Linked DNA regions of Anas platyrhynchos: region 2 is linked to region 1. A link is a contact called in public Hi-C data. All regions are on one chromosome and are shown on one strand. Each heading gives the region's core, a stretch centred on a gene start, on an enhancer-like site or on the middle of the called end of the contact. The rest is flanking DNA. Distances are from core to core; before and after follow the strand shown.

What was found. A called contact is a pair of places that touch in the nucleus more often than the background predicts.
Region 2: a Hi-C map of skeletal muscle shows a contact between it and region 1, with 2.2 times the contacts expected there. The contact joins the promoter of PPIL2 here to the enhancer-like site in region 1. A contact is called at or near these places in 3 of 8 Hi-C or Micro-C datasets (liver, skeletal muscle and subcutaneous adipose tissue).

The regions. Positions count from the first base shown.
Region 1 is chr16:10,103,142-10,108,404 of IASCAAS_PekinDuck_T2T, reverse strand. It overlaps PPM1F (protein phosphatase, Mg2+/Mn2+ dependent 1F), which reads right to left. Exons shown (of 8, transcript XM_072024262.1): 8 at 4,440-4,521. The coding sequence ends at 4,453. Among named protein-coding and RNA genes, the nearest start is that of MAPK1, 9.0 kb to the left of the region's middle. Within about 2 kb of position 3,699, at least 1 of the 8 cell types and tissues checked has an H3K27ac peak or open chromatin away from gene starts, as enhancers often do. A contact at or near this core is called in subcutaneous adipose tissue, where this site is marked.
Region 2 is chr16:10,280,497-10,286,272 of IASCAAS_PekinDuck_T2T, reverse strand. It overlaps PPIL2 (peptidylprolyl isomerase like 2), which reads left to right and starts at 4,072. Exons shown (of 20, transcript XM_027469628.3): 1 at 4,072-4,436; 2 at 4,529-4,578; 3 at 5,326-5,371. The coding sequence starts at 4,405. It overlaps HIRA (histone cell cycle regulator), which reads left to right. Exons shown (of 24, transcript XM_027469625.3): 22 at 480-643; 23 at 1,340-1,428; 24 at 2,019-2,988. The coding sequence ends at 2,135.

The DNA.
Region 1 (5,263 bases), core at 2,450-4,949:
TCAGGGCAAACTATATCTTTGTTCAAGCTTTCTGGGACAAATGAAAACAACTAAACTGCAGTTTTATATAGTAACCCTGCTGCGTGGAAACTCTAGATGGGTAATGACTACATATAATTCTTCTTTAAATAGCTGTAACAGTGTAAGTGACAGAGTTTTAAGTGTTATCAGTTAGACCAGAGGAAAGACTGAACCTCAGAAAGATGTTCCCTCCAGCCACCAGCACTAGATCTAGCTAAATTGAAAGTAATTAAGACATTTATAGCTTTTTGGATTTTGAAAGTTTTAACAATGGGAAAATTATCTGGCTTACTTTACCATTGTCTTGCCTGACATACAGTGGTTATTACTTTAGATATGCAGAGCCTAACAATAAAATGCCTTTTTAAGTGCAATACATCCATTGTAATCAAGCACCACGTTTATTTTATTGCATTACTGAGTCTCTGGGTCTTGTACAAATGACACAAAATTGCTGAGAGGATCTCTGAGTGTCCTGCATCTCGACCAGCTTTTTAATACGATGTCTCATTTCCCACCGTCATTAACAGAGCCAAACTGAACCCCTGCCCTGGAAATCCTTTGACTGAAAGATCAACAGCATTGAAAAGTATTTTTGATTATTTGACAATAAGGGATGCTTAAAAAAAAAAAAAAAAAAAGAAAAAAGAAAAAAGAAAAGGGGGGGGAAGAAAAAAGAGCTAGAAAGAAGACGCTGATCTTCTTGAAGAATATGCCAAAACATCTGTAGGATGATGCTCTACATCCAATTTTACAGGTACTGTTAATGGAGGTAGGGTAAGATTAAGCAATTATGCTCTGCCAAACACTACGTATGGGAGAGCAGACAGCAGATGTCCAGCCACTTAGGCCTATGCCTTGTGCACCAGACCACGGTATGGAAATGTGTGTGGATATTTAATTGTAATTCAACTACAAATTGCTTGGATTTATGAGTCTGGGAAGCCCATATGCTGCAGTGAGAAACGAGCATTTATTAGCACAGTAGCTGTGCTGGCCTTTCCCGCAGAGAAGCAAAGTACCCCCTTCTATAGAAAATGGATTAAAAGGGGGCAGCATACCACTCTCACGTCCCATTTACCTTTGTGAAGTACAGCTGGATAAATGCCAATATGCGGATACATTTCCATCGTGAACTCTGAACAGCTTTTACTGCCGCTTGTCTCAAATAATAAAAATGCAGCAGCTGTCCTCTTATCAAATCTCAATTTGGAGAAATGTATACCTAAATAATGGAAATAAACAGGACTCCCCCTTCCAGGCCTGCTACCTGGATACACGAGAAAAACCCTTCGAGAGCTGGATAAGCAAGATGGGACCATTGCCCCATATTCCAGCATTTTCTCAGTGCTTGTTGCAGCAGCATTCTGCAGTCATTCTGAACACGTCCTGTTTCCTTCTTGGTTCCTCTTCCACTACTCATACCCATGACAACACCCTCCTGGGCTCCTGCAGCAGGTCATTCCCTTCTCTGCTGTGTGGCCTGGCACTGCTGGATTACCTCCCTTCACCTGTCCAGGCGTCTTTCCTTGGACTTTTTTCATGGACTTTTCTTGGACTTTTTTTTTCATGGACTTTTGATCAGTCCATGCTCATTTCATGCCGTTTTCAGTGAGGCACCACCTAGGAGATGAAGTGGGAAGTTAGGTGTAGGGTAGCAGCAAGGCATCCTCCAGAACACCCCACACCTGCAGCAAAAATCTGACATCCATGCTTCTCCCACTCATTGCAGTTCCAGTTTTGCTTCTCACAGTGTCTAACCCTCCTTCCCTCCTGGGCTGGAACTTCACTAATTTTTGCTGAATTCATTTTCTTACCATTTATTGAGCTGCATAAACTCAAAGGGTCCAGACAAGCACCAGACCTGTATAAAGAAAGCAGCAAGGCTGGGAGCAGAACTGCCCTTTTTGATACCAGCAATTCATTAGATCTGGCTCAGCTGCCATGTGATATCACTCTGTCAGTCTAGTTTTGTCTGCAGAACAGGGAGATTTGGCTACACTGCTGGAAAGCCTTCAGACACCTCTGTTACCTTTGCCATCCTTTGCTGCCCTTTTGTCCTTTCTGGTCAAAATGCAGGAAACAGTGATCATGAGAGCAGTTTTAAAGTGCCTTTCTTGCTACCTCCTTTCCATTCATTATCTTCCTCTCCTGTTTCTGCCTTTTACTCCTTCCAAAATCTTTCTGCTGCAGCTACTGACATCTAGAAATGTACTCCCAATCCAGGACCTTTTTGCCTGCATGCACACTCACAAGCCAGATAGATAAATGCAGGCCTTCTTTCTCAGAACAAGCATTTAAAAAAAAAAAAAAGTATTACACAATCCACAAGACATGCGCATTACTCACCAAAACAATCATGGGTATCCAATTTCTGCAGCCCTGCCTCTCGGTGATTGTTTCTTTCCAATATCATACCAATGTATCAAAGCCAGTACCCAATAACAATTACCTGTGTATAAAGCCAAAGCTGATGGAGTGGGTTTTTTGTATAGCTATATACAAATAAGCAATAATGATCAGAGGCAGTCCTACTGTGAAGGACAGAGGTATCTTGGTGTGTTTATCTTGTGATGTGCTATGATCATTTATACTGTTGAATTAAGAAAAACAACAAGCTGTGAGCTTTCCAAATGGAATCCATTGCTAACTGTCATTCATTGCTCCGTTCTTATTCCACATGCATTAGGAAGTGCACATTATCTTATAAATCAAGACATATGAAACAAATAAATGCCTTTATATTGTAAGAAAAAAACCCTTTCTAGAAATACTGTAGAAACATTCACATCCCCTATTTCTGTCTTTTATAAAAGGCTGGCTGTGTCTTATTATCAAGTAAAAAGTAAACAAACGTAATTTCATCAGTTCTGTCTTTCGTTGATTTGCATCAGCAAGAATAAAAGACAAAGGCAGAATGGAAAACAGCAGCTTTGTACTAAAAGTTTGAATGCACAAAATACTTCTTTCTCCAGCTGTCAAACATTAAAAAACGCTATGCATACCAGTAATAATAAAAGTGTCAAACAATCAACCACAATGGGAATCACAATGCTTCATTAAAAGCTCTAAAGCAGAGTAGAAAAGCTTCCAGCCATTTGTTAAACAGAACTAAATGCTAAGATACTTTCAAAAGCATCAGAATATGCTTTCATCTAGTCTCGTTAGCCAGATAAATATCTTGTTGCTTCGTTCAGTCTGGTCTTGGAGCTTGCACCAATTCAGCAGCAACAGCTGTACATGGCGCTTGCTCTCCTGAGACTGGGGCATCTCTCCGTAAAACAGACAAAGTTAATGTCCCTTCCAGTGATCAGGCCTTCACTCCACGTGGTGCAGGGATATAATCAGTAATTTTGTATTTACATACGTAATTAGGTAGTATTTGGAGAACCTAACCTATTTGTTCAGCTGACAGGCGATGTTGTGATAAGGAATTTCAGCAGACAGGATATTTATAGACCCTTTATCTCTATGTACAATCAGAACTAAAATGTCAAACAATACCCTGAATGAAGGGTTGTTTCAGTTCAACTTTTCTCCATTGTTACTTTTCCCTTTTTTTTCCTCCCTGTCTGGTTACTGCTTAAAACTTGGCAGGGAGAGGAAAAAAAGGGAATGTGACTCACACTGACAACTTCATTTGCTGTAAGAGACCTCAGTAATTGCTCTAACCCACTTACAGGAAAGCTACCCCTCCTCTTTTTCTCTTCCTCCACCCTTAGATAGACACAGGCCATATTTGTAACACGAGCAGCCTCGCTGATCTCAGAGGTCACGCTATCACTTATAAAGTAGCCAGGCCTCTTTTCTTTTCACTTTTCTTGATCTGGATTCAAGTTAACCCATCACAAGAACTAAAAGCCGCTTCAGTTTAAGGGGCAGCTTCCTGCCACGGATTTCTCATGAACCTAATAACCAGGGTTTCCGAAGGATTCGCAGCTCAAACACAGCAGGGTTCAAGTGGCTGCTCCCATGACGTGCACCAGTCTGGCAGCCAGTGCCACAGCTTCAGCATAAAGCTCCTGGCGAGCCAAACAATTGTTGTCTTTTCCTTTTTGTATGGGCTGGGGGGCAGGGGGCAGCGAATAGGAACAGAAGAATCAGCACAGATGCCTATGCAGCACTCTACCAAAATATATTTTCATTTTTAATTACATAATCAACATAATGAGAGTGGCATTCGTAGTGAGGGGGCGGAACAGATGGCAAAGACTTAGTTTTCAGCAAGACATTAATTAACAACAACTCTGGTTTCTGCTAGAAAAGGGGTGTAGTTCTGCTCTAGCAGGGTTAAGATGGGTGCTTACTACATAGAACTAAACTTAGTTTCCAAACACAGAACAATGATTTCCCCCCTCCCCCCCCCCCATATCCCCGTTGAAATGTTCAGGATGCTCTAAAACACAGCAACATCCTACCTGCAAGGTATTATTAGAACCCAGCACAAGTCTGCGTCCTAACAGCAGTTTGGGATTCTCCTTGCAAATGCTTTTGAGTGCTCTGTGGACATATACATAAAAAAAAAAAAAAAAAAAAAAAAAAAAAAAAAAAAAAAAGAGAGAGGGAGGAGGAATTAATATGATTGAGAGAGCTTTGTGCAACTTAACATTCAGGTGAGGTTTGTAACATACAGCAGCTTCATAGTGATATTATTAAAGCTTCCTTAGATGCTCTATGGGAAGTTCTCCTTTTTCCCGTTCCACACGTTCAACTTAACATCTTCAGCATACTGATGCAGCTGAGTTGGAAAGAGCTATCCCAAGGGGGACTGAAGCAGAAAGTAGCTTAGAAAGACATTTATTAAAACCACAGGCAGAGAATACATCACCCAGACACAATGAATAGGGAAATAACACATGCAGCCGAAAAGTCTAGCCTCTATTTTTCTGTCTGATGAGACAACTGGAGAGCCAAGCACACTGAGCAGCCCGCAGATCCCCAGCTCTCCCCTCCCTGTGCTGCCAGGTGACACGAGATCACAGAATCACAGAATCACAGAATTTCTAGGTTGGAAGAGACCTCAAGATTGCTTTTTCCTGCTTTGCATTCCCCATCGCAGGCTCTCTGGAGTCACACGCCCAGGTCCTGCAGAGGCCTGTGGGCCACATTCCTCTGGGGATTACAGCCATCCCCAGCAGGAGAGAGGGAAGAGAGATGCAGGCCAAAAGGGATGGGCAAGCAGCAAGGAGGGAGGAGCTGGGGGGTAAGGAACCATGCTGTGGAGATCAAGATGAGCACAGGC
Region 2 (5,776 bases), core at 2,823-5,322, 180 kb before region 1:
CTAAACTGAATTTCATAAAGTCACCTTTATTGATTTGATATGGATTTGAATTAGATTTCCCAGGCAGTTCTCTGTGCTTTTTCCGTCTGTCACATCTGAGTTTATTTTTTTTTAATTATTATTTTGTAATTATTTTTTGTGAAAAGAATACATAGTACTAAAAAAAGAATACATAATACATAAAACTAAAGTTGTATGATTTTATTGCTGTTCTCTTTCAGGCAGGAAAAAAGCGATTGGAAAAGTATTTGACATCCAAACAAACAACATTCTCTTTTGAGAAAGACTAAATATCACACTTAAAACAAGAAATCATTTTCAAAAAGGAGATAATTGGTTACTTTTTCACAAATTAGCTTTCTGGTGTCAATATGTACTCTAAGTGTTAAGTTTAGAATAGTTTCTGTATTACAAGAACATATATATTAACATCTGATATAAAATCAGGCTGACATGTTAATTTTTCTTTGGCTTTGTAGTTCAGGAAGGCAAGCTGCCAGATTGTTCTCCATGCCTCATTTAGTGCAACAAGAAACAACACTTGCATACCTGGAGAATCAGATAGCAGCAGCACTTATATTACAATCCAGTCATGAATATCGCCACTGGCTCCTTATCTATGCACGGTACCTAGTTAATGAAGGTGAGACTCCTTTGCAACTCAGTATTTTAAGAAACCCTCTGTTCACTTCATCTATATGTATGATTGCATTTAATGTTCTCTTGTTTAGCACTTGGCTTCTGGACTTAGCATTTATTTAAAGTAAAAAACAAAACCAGATGAAGGTGTTGCTTCCTGTAGTGCTCAGTACTCAGGAATCCTATTCTTAAATGCTGTGAACAGACTATGGTCTGGGGAAACAGTGCCATCTGTGGATCTTGATAAGGGGAAAAATAACATGCGGTGGTCTGTCAGGTTATATCATATGCATTATGAGGCAGCAACTACATACATTTCAGAAGCAGCAACACCTTGTAAAACATGTAATGTTCCTCTGCCAACTGATGATCAGGGTATGTCGAAAAGTGGAAGAATTGCTAAGCCTTTGATACTTTGTACCAGAGCACACAAAGAAGTGAGTTTGCTTCTGTTACTTGCACTTTATGCATTTTTACATTTTAAAATTTCAACAATCAGTAGTGTTGAGCTCCTTAAGTTAATTTCTATGAATATATCTCTGTATATATACTAATATATTTTTTCAGAAATCATGCATTTTGTCTTTATCCTGTTCTAGATACTTGCAACTCTTTTCTTGAAAATGTTGTCAGTTACATTTTGTAGTGGTTTTATATACAGAAATCCTATGAACGTGATCTTATTTCTGATGATATTCAGGGTTTGAATATCGTTTGCGAGAATTATGCAAGGATTTATTGGGTCCAGTCCATTACTCAGCTGGAAGTCAGTGGGAATCAACAGTAATGGTAAGTCCTGATAATAGTTTAACAAAGAATGAGGGAGCGTTTCCCATGAAAATTACAGAATATGGATAACAGTGTAACGTAAGATACAGTTAAACTTAGTGACAAAAAAAAAATCAAAAATGATTTTTTGCTAATCCTGCAACCCTTTCCATTCTCTATTCCTATCTCGTAAGAAGGCTTCCTCTCATGGCACTTGTATTTATTTCATGTGGAACTGTATACAAATACTTAATGCCATGGTCTCAGCACTGGTGCTGTTTTGAATAAAAATCAGTTGGGAGTAGAGCTGAGTTTTCAGGTCTCCACATTGTTCAGACAGCAGCTTTGAAATAGTGACATGCCAATAAAATGTCTTTTCTCCTCAGAGCATGCCTGAAGTCTAGCTGTGCAGAGGCTGCACCAGCTTAATGAATATATAAATGTAAAAACAGTTTTTATTTTGGGAGTCATGTAAGCACAGTAAGAACATAAAATTACATAGCTCCTTCCAGGCAGGAAAAAAGACAATCTTGCAGTCCTATGGATTTTATTCATGATATTAAATAATGCATTCTAAGGATGCTTTTGTGTTTTTCTTTTTTGTTTTGCAGGGTTTACGAAAGAGAGAACTATTGAAAGAACTTCTTCCTGTTATTGGACAGAACCTCCGCTTCCAGAGGCTTTTCACAGAATATCAAGAGCAGCTAGACATCTTGAGAGATAAGTAGCATTTCCCCAGATTTTCCTTGAGGCGCCTGGTCTGATAGAAACTGCTGAACAGCATTAACCAGAGACCGAAGAAGAGAGAGAGCCCGGTCAGTGTGGAACGCTGCTGAAGAGGGCAGTGCCATAAGGGTCCCAGATGCTTCTCGAGTGACCTGCTTTAGATTTTAAAGAAGCTCACAAGTGGATCCATGAAAATGAGTGGATGACCTAGATAGTTTCCCAAGTGAAACTTAACCATCGAAGCTGTGGCCTCTGTTTCTATGGAAAGTCGTGGATATGTACTTCAGGGGGGTCCTTTTGGATCTGTATCTCATTTTAATATCAAAACTAGCTGAGAACTGTTTGTAGGGTTTCTTGGATGTCCTGTGAAAAGCACAGTACTTCAGAGTACACTGAACAGCATATTTAACCCTGTTTAGGGTTTTTTGACTGAGGATTTATTGAGGCTCAACACTATATTAAATTAGATGAATGAGCCACATAAAAAGAAATTTCATAAATATTAACATATTATACAGCCAATAGACTCTTTCCTGTGAATATAATAATAATAAGAGGCTGTTCTAACACATGGACTATTTTTGTACTAGAATTTGCTAACTTGTAATATGGAATTTTATTTGGCCAGTAATCAGGCTATCTCTACAAAGTCATCTTGTAGGAAATCTAACTCTAATATTACAAAAGCTATGTTTCAAAATAATTTACCAAATTAACATGTCATCATCTGGTTTTTAATTTTTAAATGTTTGTAAAAGGCATTTTTGGGGAGGGGGAGGGATACAATGGGATGGCTCTTTTTGTAAGTACAAAAATAAATGAACACCGCATTGGTTTAAAAAATGAAAAAACAAACATGGTCTTGAATTTTATATTTATATTACAAACGGCATCTCCAGAAACGTCAACACAAGCTGAATCATGTTAACGTCTCTAGAAATACATAATACTGTCTGGGTGATCTTTACTCTAAGAGCAGGATCAGACAAGTATTTGTAGTCACCTGAGAGCAGCTACATCCTAAAGCCACATCTCCTCTGAAGGGGCAGGAGCTATGTGGGGAGTACTCATTATTTTAGGCAACCCAAAGTAAAAAGGGCTCCCTTAACCACTGCTGAAAGCAGTGACAAACTTCATCCAGTTATGGCAATGTTGTTTGTGTGGCATTCCATAATAACAAAATGGTGTTGGTGCCCTGCCAGCAGTTCACTTGTGGAGTGGTTTTTGAATTGCACTGAAACCAAATCAGTCAACTTGTTTTCTTCACTGAAGTATGCTTGGTGCTGGGAAGGAAGCAAGTGTATGGCTTCAGTTATTGCCAGGGCCCAACTATTTAGGTGTGTCCCAGTTTACTGCCTTAGTTGGGGTGTTTCTGAGTAAGAAAATTATTATTGAAGTCAGTGTTTGTATTTAAAAATTACCCCTCTGTTACAGGGGTGTAGTGCATGCCATGTACAGCAACTTCTAGCAGAAACAGTCGATCTCTCACCCTTGTGAGGAATGCCAGGCAGCAGTGGCGAGGAATAGCTGCACTGCTGTGGATTTTGGCTGCTGAGGGCTGTGTTCTGGTGGGTGTCTGCAGCCACATGGCGGGCTGGACCCGAGGAGGGAGAGATGTGCTCCTTGGGGCAACACAACCGTCCAGCTAGGGAGAGCTGCCCCAGTTTCCTTGACCTCTGCTCCCAGCAGTTCAATATACCATGACAGAAAAACATGGTGGTAGCATGGCCTTAAGCTACGTTTTATCCATTTTCAACTCCATGCTTCCGAGCTGTGCCTTTTTGGAAAGGAGGCCTGTGCAGCTGCAGAAACAAATCGGCTCTCCCAGTCCATTTGGACACTTTGAACTGGAATCACTTCGGGGGAGGGGCGGGACGACACTCGAGTCTGATCTGGACCAGCTGAACGCACCATTTCTTTTTTTTTACTTTCTACTTTTTCTGTGGAAGCGGCCACCAGGCCGCCTGACGAGCGGGAGCTGCCCTCCCTCAGCCCCTCACGCCTTCAGCCGTGCCCGAGGCCCGGCGTTGCCGAGCGGGTGGCGCCGCGCCCCTGAGCTGAGGGGCCCCGGCAGGGCCCGCGGCCGCCCCCCGGCTCCCCTCAGCCGCCCCCCGAGGCTCTCCCTCTCCGCCGCCTCCTGAGGGCCGGCCCCGGAACGCCGCTCGCCGCCCGCGTTTCCCGGCGGGGCCCTTCGGAGCCGCACCCGCCCCGGAAAAGCTCCGCGGCCTCAGCCGTGCGGGTGCCGGCGGCGGTCGGGGCCGAGCCGCAGCCATGGGGAAGCGGCAGCACCAGAAGGACAAGATGTGAGCGGGGCGGCGGGGAGGGGGGCGGCCGGGGGGCGCGGGGGGGTGGCCGTGTGGCTGTGTGCCGTGTGGTGACCCCGCTCTGCCCGCAGGTACATCACCTGCGCCGAGTACACGCAGTTCTACGGCGGCAAGAAGGCAGGTGAGTGCCTCCTCCCCGCGGCCCTGCCCCGGGTCTGCTGCTGCGCCTCGCTCCCCGCCGGGGCTGGGGCTGGGGCTGCCCTCCTCAGGCACCCCCGGGCTGCTCTCCGTCTCCTTTGGCCTTGTCTCCACGCTTGCACTCAAATTTCCAGTCTCCTCTCTGCTGGAGCTCCGCAGACTTCCTTCTCTAAACTCTCTGTCCCTTGCTTTGCTTGAGCAGCGGTGCGAGGGCTCTGGCACGGGGTCACGTCGCTCAGGGTGGCCGGTGAAAGGAGCTCCTCGAGCACAGCTCCTACAGGCTGCAGGGATGTCTGAGCGCTCCCTGGGTTGGCTTTGGAACTGCTGAGCCTTGTAACTGCGGGTCCAAAAATTGGTGACACTGATGAGCATGAAAAATGCTGAAATTGGAGGTGTGACGTCCAGATGAACTCTCCTTGCCCTCAGCAAGTTCTGCATCTACCGGTAGGGCAGAGCATGAAGGCACTTACAAATTAATCATCTCATTTAAATGCAGTGCTGTCAGTCTGTCGGATCTCTGCTCGTTTTATTCTGATTGTTATTTCCGTTGAGGAGCGTATTTGTGCTCTACAGTAGGAATCTGATTTTAGTTATGGGTTTGCAGAGCTTACTGTGTTTATTCTTGTCATTGGTAAATTGCTACCACACAGATTGCGCAATGTAACTTCAAATGTTTCTTTGTTACCTGGCATACTTTGTATTAATCCTGTGCTTTGTTTCTCATAAACAGACCATCCACGAACTAATTTCAGACGTATATCATTTGATCACTGCAGGTAAAGCAATAAAATTACATTATCGTTATTAAATGACCTGTCTCTTCATCTGAGCTATTGCTGAAGCTGTGTTCTTCCAAGGTACTTTCATTGACTTGTGTCTGCTATGATAGCAATGCAACAAGAAAATTTCAATAAGAACTGAAACAATATCAGTATTTCCCATCCTTAGTGTCTGCTGAGATTGAATTTGATGGCTAAAAGTGATAAAATAATTCTGAACAGTTACCATGCTTGTTCCAATCTTAGAAATCTGTGTAATTGGGACTTGAATCAATTTTTTTCCTGCTTAGAATATGGTTGGACAGTTATTTGTATCTCAGAGGCAGTGATTAGATAGACTGAAAGGATATTTATCCTATTTTTGTGTTTAGTTTCATTCTTGAAGTCCTAGAATGATGGGAG